Linked DNA regions of Anser cygnoides: region 2 is linked to region 1. The links are chromatin contacts, called in public Hi-C maps. All regions are on one chromosome and are shown on one strand. Each heading gives the region's core, a stretch centred on a gene start, on an enhancer-like site or on the middle of the called end of the contact. The rest is flanking DNA. Distances are from core to core; before and after follow the strand shown. Region 1 has its middle 24 kb from the start of TMEM14A. Region 2 holds the start of ANGPT2 (angiopoietin 2).

What was found. A called contact is a pair of places that touch in the nucleus more often than the background predicts.
Region 2: a Hi-C map of granulosa cells shows a contact between it and region 1, with 2.3 times the contacts expected there. The contact joins the promoter of ANGPT2 here to the enhancer-like site in region 1. A contact is called at or near these places in 2 of 7 Hi-C or Micro-C datasets (granulosa cells and liver).

Annotation. Positions count from the first base shown.
Region 1 is chr3:97,964,207-97,968,922 of Taihu_goose_T2T_genome, reverse strand. No RefSeq gene overlaps it. Among named protein-coding and RNA genes, the nearest start is that of TMEM14A, 24 kb to the right of the region's middle. Within about 2 kb of position 1,887, at least 1 of the 3 cell types and tissues checked has open chromatin away from gene starts, as enhancers often do.
Region 2 is chr3:98,103,818-98,108,533 of Taihu_goose_T2T_genome, reverse strand. ANGPT2 (angiopoietin 2) reads right to left here and starts at 2,097. Exons shown (of 8, transcript XM_048078044.2): 1 at 1,813-2,097. The coding sequence starts at 2,097. The region is part of intron 12 of MCPH1 (microcephalin 1); the gene reads left to right.

The DNA.
Region 1 (4,716 bases), core at 638-3,137:
AGCTGAGCGAGCACAAGGGCGATGCAAGCCCAGTGGTGCCTTCTGAGTGCTCTCAGGGAGCAAAGTGGGTACCTAAGCCAACGCTCACCCTGTGAGCTGGGTGTTTTACACCTGCTTTACCCACACAGAGTCGTATCTTGGGTTTGATGTATTGACTCTCCTGTGCTCTACACGAGCAAACACCTTTTTTTCCTCCCAGTCTCCTATTTCACAGCAAAACCAAGGAGAGGAAGAGCGAGCCCTGTAGTCTGCCTTTCATCTCCTCTATCAAAAAAACGTGGCTTAGTCCTCCCATTATTTTGCGGGATCACTAGCGTGGGCTGTTCTGCCTCTGGATGCCATGCCAAGCTCCCTGCATTCCTCCTCTCCCTTCTTGGCTGTCCTGACTAGAAAGAAGGTGTCTGATTTTAAATCCGTGGGTGGTGATCAGCAGGCCTGGGAGCTACATCTGAGCAGACAAAGCATTTGGCATCGCACTCGTCTCAGATAATTCGAGACATCCACGATATTCACAGCTACAGCTGACCTGGACTCCCTTGGAGGAGATAGAGGAGCCCAGACCCTCTTGCTCCTCCTTCCTGGGGGCTGTTAAAAATGATAGCTGAGCTGCCAAAGCGCCTCGCCCAGGCAACTGCAACGTGTGTGTGGTTTGGATTCAGTGTCTCGATGTCCTCACAGAGGGTATCCTGCCCTCCTCCCTTTTGGGGATGGGCTTGGGGAGAGATCTGCCCTTTTGGAGGGTCAGTTTTCTCGGCCTCTTTGTTTTCCTGACATCCAGCAGGTGTGGAGCTGCTTGTATTGCGCTGAGGAGAATAACAGAGGCTGTTATATTTAGCAATGCTCCCATGAAAAAGATTGGTCTTGTTAGGCAATGTCTGATGTATTTCATCTAAATGCCACACTGTGATCCAGAAATTTCCATTGCCCAAGCAAACAAGCAGCCTGGGAAGCGTAATTATGTGCCTGTGTTTGGAAGGAATAACCTAAACCACGGTGAGGCTAAAGATACCAGAAGCTCTATTCTTGTCTTACTTTGGATACTTCTAAAATGCACTTTAGGGCGGTCAGTGGTGTGCTGGTGGGGTAACCAAGACACCCCCCAGGTCTCACCACCACTGCCAGAGCTGAAGGCCCCCAGCTTCTCCACAGCATTTGGGTTCAGCACGTCGTTCCCTTGGGGTTCAGGGCAGATTGCTCCCGCCCAGTCCTCAACAGACTTGCATTAAACCCTCAAATCACTGGACAGCTGTAAGTTTTATTTCTCCTCTCAGGCAAGATCACTCTCCCTGTGGTGTTAATGATCTCCTGAGCATTCCTGGTGTTTAAGTTTCCATGCCGAGCGGTGCGTGACGAGAGCGGAGCTGGATTATATTACATGATATTAGCATTTCTCCAACTGATAAAATGAAATACCTGCAGTGGAGCCAGGCTGTCCGAGCATCCTGGTGGGTGCTCAGCAGCACGGCGCGCGCAGCTGTGCATATTTCTGTCTGTGCAGCCCACGGTCAAAGAAAACCGAGGACGAGCAAATGGAGGAATTTGTCTTGTCCCACGTTAGAGGACTGGGTGCTGCAGAGGTTTTTTTGCAGAGCGACTTGAGGCCTGTACTCTCAATGAGCTGTGGAAGGGCAGACAAATGGAAAAAAATGCAATTGCCTCTCAAACACCGGACTGTTGTTACAGCTTTTGTATTAGCTAATACGCCTACTGCACCCTGTAACCTGCTCTGTCTCCCCGCTGCACCCTTATCTTTGGGATCTTACACGTGCTTTTACTGCGTACAGAGCACATAACTTACATTGCCAACAGCTCGGTTTATATCTGGTCGTTATTAAAAGCCGGGGGAAACAAATAAAAGACATTATTGGCTCTGAGAAGCTCTCTGCTCTGCAGGCAGTCAGATGAGATGACCTTGAGAGCTCCTCCATCGCTGGCTGCTGCAGCTATCGCTGCTGCTGAGAAAATGAGCCTGAACAAAATGAATTCAGCACACAATTTCGTTACATTTTTCTGCACTTGTTTTTATCTAAAAGCCTCCCACGCTCTCAGCTTTCAACTTTGTTTCTCTGCTGCTCAGTTGTCCTAGAGGTTTCTAGCCCCTTTGCTTTGTGTTGCCTTCCCTCTTTCTGTTTCCTCACCCTCCTTGTGGTTTCTGCATCACCGTTCTCCTAGCCAGACACACGGTGTATTCCTGTGTGTGCTCTGTTCTGGTACCCCAAACGTCCTTGCTGTATCTCTTGGTGTTACCCTGCACCTCCCCTCTGTACTGTTTTGCCTCCCTCCACTTTGGGTTACCTTTTTCCCCATCTGTTTTTGCCTCGTGCTTTAGTATTCTGGTTTATATATTGTTATTTGATATTTGGTCTGGTTCTTTTTTTTTTTTTTTTGGTTGGTTTGTTGGGTTGATTTTTTTGTTGTTGTTTTGGTTTTTTTTGCATGTAAAAATAACTTCATGTCTTTAATCTTCTCTGTTATGGTCTCACTATCACTTACACTCCATCAACTTCATTGATTTAAGTGGCATGAGAAAGAATAAGAGGATAGTAAAATGTGGAAGAGATCAGGACCCAGACAGTACAAAGCGGCAAAATGAGGAAAGGAAAGGAAAGCCTAAGATAATCATTAGGGCAGATGCAGGTCTTGCATAGGGCAAACTCTGCCATGGGTATGGATTTGCTACACCCAGGAGCAGCAGAGGACCTGCAGGCACTCCACAAAATCACCCGAGCTTTCCGGAGCCAAGCAGCCGTCAGTTTGCCTGCACGACTTTCCAGCTTCCTTGCTGAAGGACAGCGAGTTCCTCCTCTAGCCACAGTCCCACAGCAGGCACTAGGAGTGAATTTGGGGCTGCAGATGCCAAGGGACGCTCCTGCTGTGCAACCTGCCTCCCTGTTCCCTTGTTCCCCAGCAGCCAGACAGCAAGCTCTTCTTTTTCCCATGTCTCTGGGCTGTGAAACCCAGTGAACATCTGCCCCTTTGTTCGGTGAATCTGCTGATGCATTTTTATTTTTTTATTTTTTTTTTTTAAGACAGAGAAGTATTTGGACTGGGGAGATGATTTCTATTTATGAAAGCAGCACTCTCAGTCCAGTCCCTGGTGCGAGGCAGTTTGTACAGCACAGCAGCACCTCGCATCAGCTTTGTTTATTCCCTGGCTTGTACTCGGGTCAGCGGGACAGCCTCTTAATTGCCAGAATGTGCAGAAGAAAATGTGAGAGCAAAATTAAAGGACCAGACCTAATAACAAGGAGTGTTCAGGCCAGGCTGCCAGCTATCTCCGTCACCTTCCCGATGGCTGAACTCGCAGGGCTGGTAATGCTGCGAGCAGCATGACGGCAAGGAGGGGAAGGCCTCCAAGCAGCAGTTCTTCCTGTGCAGTCATAAAAAGCTGCATCTAATCCATCTTTATTTAGTCGCAACGATTTAATATCCACAACACGTTCATCCTATATAATTCCCATTAGTTATGTTCAGAGCTCTTTATGTCTTCCCTTTCAAAGGCCCCAGGCCACAAGGACGAACGTACCCCCTCACTGTTTCCTCAGTTCCCATATACATAAGACCGTTCTTTTCTGGCTCCAGCTGAAGGACAATTTGACAAGTGCCCAAAGGTTCTCTCCCATGCACTAATTTAAAAATCAAAACAAAAAGCAAAAGAACAACGAAACAACAAAAAGAAGGACCATGCCCTGGATCTCGGACAGCCCCTGGATGCTGGGGAGATGCAGAATTACAGAATCACAGAATCATCTAGGTTGGAAGAGACCTCCAAGATCGCCCAGTCCAACCTCTGACCTAACACCACCAAGTCCTCCACTAAACCGTATCACTAAGCTCTACATCTAAACGTCTCTTAAAGACCTCCAGGGATGGTGACTCAACCACTTCCCTGGGCAGCCCATTCCAATGCCTAACAACCCTTTCAGTAAAGAAGTTCTTCCTAATATCCAACCTAAACTTCCCCTGGCACAACTTCAGCCCATTCCCCCTCGTCCTGTCACCAGGCACGTGGGAGAATAGACCAAGGCAGGGCTGCCTATAATAGACCAGGGCACAGCTGTCCCCAGTGGTGACAGGAATTAGCGGGGGCCTCCCTGTGCACTTCACACTGCTCCTAACACACAGTCAGAATTGCTGTAAATGTTGAAATTGCTGAGAAAAAAAAAATGAAATTGCTCTGCGCCTGGCTAAAGGGTTTAGGGAAAGTGGCTAAAATGTGGAAGTGTATTAAGTCACATCTTTACAAATTGCATGATATTACAAATTTCTCAAAACAGCTGCACTAAAAGTTGTCTTGACAGCATTCCCAGTGAACATAGAGTAATTTTATTTATTTTACCTCGAGCAGATTATAACAGGCATACGAATATACTGTCTCTTAAATGGAATTGTCATCTCTTTCAGTGAAATAAATTACTCCTTTGCACTTTATAATGGATACATTTTTCATAGCAGGAATGTTTAAGACCTGATACCTCTTTCATTTTCCTAATGGACACAGGCAGGAGTATGGCTTCCTCGTGCTGCCCTGGGGACTCAATATTGACTTATATTTCGTTGTCCAGAGCTGTCAAGTCTGTAAGTGCTGGCTGAGCTGCGCCTTGCAGTTTTGCCTCAAGCTTTTCACCTGTCTCTGTGCACGTCCTTGCCATTTCCCTTCCCTCCATCAGCTGAAGCTACATCCCATGCCCTGGCCGGCAGTCCCCCAGCACCTCA
Region 2 (4,716 bases), core at 848-3,347, 140 kb before region 1:
GGTTGGATATACTTATCCTATTCCTCTTGTAGCTGACTTCCCAGAGCCTGACAGGAAAAAGCATAGTTTTTACTAAATAAGGATACTGGAATTTGCTTACTGCTTTCTGTTTACCTGATGTCACTTATGATACTGTGTTTGCCTACTTAAGTGGCATTTAGCACTGGAGCGTTGTGTGTGATTTTACTATTTATGTTAGGAAATTGCTTACCAGCTGGGGAGATTAGGCTGTTTTACTTTGTGTGTTTTTCATCCTGCACTGCACATCTGTTAATGTTGGTCTTAACATTACAATAGTGAGCACTGTAAATTAATAAATAGACAGATAAGCCCATATGTGGAGGGAAGTTTTGCCTGTGAGATTAAAAAAAAAAAAAAAAAAAAAAAAAAAAGACTGCTGATCTGACATTTTACCCAACACTTAAAAATGTGGGTGTCTCCATTAAGCATCCTAAGCCCACAAAGACAAATTTAACTGCCCACACTTCAGGCTTCAAGTGTGTGCATTTTGGATTTAAGCCTTAAGGTTCATTTTCAGGTAGATGAAAGCACTATTGTTTCTGCTTTGAAGTGTGGCTTCTGTTTCTCACGCAAATTCACTAGCAGGTTTCTTTGATTCTATCATGCTAATTGTGTACCTCTGTAAATGATGGGAGAAGTGAACCCTAATGCAAAATGTTTTTGTAATGAAGCAACCTTAGAATCAAAAAGTGGCTACTCATTGCAGATAATTATGAATTCTCTCCATTTGCAACAAATATTTCATTCTTCAATAAAGAAACCCTTTATGTCATCACTTGAACAATTGTTTCCAGTTCCTGTGTCAACTGCTCAGTTAAGCCCTCAAAATATTTACTGCTTAGAAGATAGTCATCTTGGTACAAGGCACAAATTTAGGATTATGATTTTATGATGCAATTAAACTATACTATTGCACCTTTTCAGGTGCCAGTCAAATAAAGTTTCATTAAATCAAAATATGTTGAATAGTGTAGCATTTAGGATCAAGTGAGTTCCTACAAAGATGTGGAATTGTGATCAGGTTTATTTTCGGGTAGTGTTAAGAATTTATGCAGTATGATTTTTTTCTGATGTTTCAGGTCTAATTATACACATGTTGCCACTTTGGCAATCAACATCATTTTCCTTCAGATACAATGGAGTGCCATTACAGGAAGCTATGTGGCATCCAAAACACCTTTTCCAGAATATTTTTTTTCCATGAATATTTTATACTTGAGTGGAAGTGTTACAGGATGAGAAGGATATCCGCCAATGATCTTTCTTGAAGTTCTGTCACTTCACCAGGCTAACTTCACTGCAAGCCAGACTTGCAGTCTTCGCTTTGAATTACAACACTTTGTCAGCGTGGCTTACATGTGCTAATTTCTCCATGCAAATTTCGAGATCATGTTTCAAATATATATTTTTAAGACCCGCCTCAGATAAAGGCATGTTCTATATTGTTTAAATAGAGATAAAATAGCCCCTGTCAGCTCATTATAAATTACTAGCTGGTTCTTTCATGTCAGAATTTTCAGACGTGCTTGCTGTCTGACTGCCTGTGTAATCAGTATGTGTCCAAGCAATTCAAATGCAATGACAAACTTTGAAGCACAAGCTCTGCAGAACAGTGAAGTTATCTGTTCCTTGCTAGTCTATAAAGTTGTGTTCTCAGACTGCGAAACAACTTGTGGAATAGAAAAGCAATTCAGAAAGCTAGTTTAGATCGTGCGTTTTACAAACTTTAAAAAAATAAATAGGTAATGAGATATTATAAACATAATTTTTAGGATAGAAATGTTATCCTACCTTCATTAGCCACTGGGTGTTGTTTTCCATGATGTTTTCAAGTAGTTGCAGTCTCTGAACTGAATCATCATAGTCTAGAGGTGCGTCCCTCTGCACGGCGTTGGAGACGTAAGAGCTGGAAGATCGGCAGTTGTCTGTCTCGGGCAAGAGGAAGGTGTAGCTGCACGACCCGTGCTGAACCTGGTACTGCTTCTTGCCGATAGTCTCCATGCTTTTACTGAAGGAGTTGTATCCCGAAGCTAGGAAAATGCTGCAGCTCCAAGTGAAGTAAACAGTCAGCTGCATTTTAATTCCTGCGGCCAGCCAGCAGATCCGGAGCGCCTTGGTGTGCTGACAGGAGCCCCGACTGAGGTTAACCTGTGCAGAAATTCAGTGCTCTGCTGCCATGTGTCGTCTGAACGAGGGCTGGACTTTCTGGCCGTCCCAGTCCCACGCCGTCCTCCCCCCAGTCGTGCCCTCAGCTGTCAGATGCAGAAAGGAAGAGCAGTCCCACCGTGGCTGCAGGCTCTGCCTTCCTTTCCCCCCAAAAAAGCCTCAACGCTTCCTTCTGCTACGGCTTCGTCCTGATTTTACCGCTCGGCAAACGAATCAATCACTCTCCTTTCCTTATATGATAAGTTGATAAGGGAAGGCAGACATGTGGAGAGCTCCGCTCCTCCCTCCCGAGCTGCTATCTGCCCACGGGGGGGTCTCTCGCCCTCGGAATAAAAGGCGAGCGCGCAGCCCAGCGTGGGATGTCGGAGAGCCCTTGGGGAGGAGCGGCTCTTACGGGACCCCTGCGCGTCCCCGCAGCAGCAGCAGCTCTCATTAAGAATTTCCTAGGCTGAGAAATCAGTTCCGATCGCCTCCAACTATGTTTGCAGAGGGAGCTTGTAAACTCTTTGCAGCGGCGATCATTTTTAAAACGCTGTCAAATAGCTAAGAAAAAAAATAATAATAAAAAAAAAAAGTTCCTGTGCTTGTTTGTTCTTCTTAAAGGATTATTTTTTTTTTTGATACACTGAACCAAGATGTAATTTAGCTTGTGGTTTATATGTTGTGTAATTATAGAGAAAGACACTCTCCTAGGCATGCAAAAGCAGGCTTGGGCACATCCTTGCAAAGAGAACAAGAGGGGGGGTTTAATTAAAAGTTTTCAGTCAAATGCAGCCTCTGTACTTTACTGAATCTCTGACCTGAATAATCATTTCTAATCATTTCAAGAACTAAATGTTTTCAAGCCTTTTTTTTTTTTTTAATTTGGCTATATTAAACAGCTAACTCTGAAAGCGATAATATTAACAACAGCTGCAAATCAAAAGTCAGCTGGGACTGAAAAATGAACAACTTTACAGAGCAAGTAGAAGTCAGGCACTCAGGATGTGGCATGGGTGAAAAGCAGTTATTCTGTCAGCTTTTGCTAGCCCCTTTCTGGGCCCTCGGAAGAGGGATATACCTGGAAAAGGTGAGGGAAAATCTCATAAAGTAAATATTTGGCTGTATGAAAAGGCAGTAAAAAGGAGCTTCTCCTTCCTTCCCACTCCTAGTGATCTTGAAAAAGAAGAAAATTACTAACCAATTTACCAAACCCTGGGAAAGAGCTGATTTCACTGAAATTTTAGAGGAGTTCACTTTCTCTGTTGCAGAAAATGGCTTCTTGGAATAGGATATTGATTCCTGAAGAGAAACTGCCGGAAAGTTCTTCTAGGTTTGGGTTTGGAAGCTGTAAATTTTTCATAATTAAAATAAACAAAGGGAATGCCACACTAGGCCAGCTAACACGGATTAGAGACCAAAATTCCTATTATATGTGGAAAATCCCTGTGTGCCTCATGATCTCTTAGGACAGACTTTCCTATACAACGTGCTATGTTTTATTTAGTGTATGAATGTATGAATTACTTTTTATGTCATGAAAATTGTGTTCAGGGGTTGTCAAAAACTGTTGTAGCAGCTAAAATGCATTTGCTTACATTGCTGGAAGTTGTTGGGATTTCTTTACGTAACATGTTGTTACCTCTGGAAAGGGCAATCTCTAAAATTCAATTCTGGAGTGTCCCAGGAAGGCTTGACTTAGAGTTGGACTGTGACCTGCGCAACCAATTTGCCAGATTTGCTTCCTGTGAGGTGTTCATCTGCCATCCTTCATCCTTCCAGCCAGTGGAAATGGAGAGAGATGTTTGGAGTTCTTGACTATATCAGCCAAGAATATTTTCCACAAAATGTAGATATTTGTAGGGTTTGGCATAAAAAGTAGACATTTCCCATCCATTCCACTTCCTGTTGCAACAGCAAAGCAAATTAATGCAACAGGTACCTGCATTGTTAAAGATTCAAAACCTTTCTGCATAGTCATGTCCACTTTTCAGTACATTGAAATTTTTGAAAGAATGTTTAATTCCATGTGCTTAACAGTCTTTTGCACATTGAAAAGCTTTTGCAGGTTGAGAAACCTGCTGTTATGCAATGAAGACAGATTTATGGATTAGATTTATACAGTAGACTCCTTGGAGCATTTCTAGGTATCTAGCCAGGCGTTCAAATTTGTTATTGTCTTTAATTCCAATACTTTTTATTATTTTTTAAGTTAAATGAGAGTTTCCTGTTATGACTTGTTTTTAACTGTCCTTAAATGGGTCCGTTCCCTGCTTTCTTTTCCTCTCACAGCTAGCCCAAGGAATATGGGGCCTGCACAAGAGTAGTGCTGAAAATAGGAATATTCCAGTCCTGAAAGCTGGATGAGGAGAATGAATGAATGAGGAGAACTGGAAGATAATCTGAATTTTTCTGCTTATATTGTCATGGTTCTTTTAATCCCTTAGTGAGATATTAAAGGAAAAAATGAGGCTCACCAGTGTAGTCTCTTAGAAGTTTTCTTTTTAATTATTATGCCTCTATTCAAGGGACTGTACGTATAAGAGACAA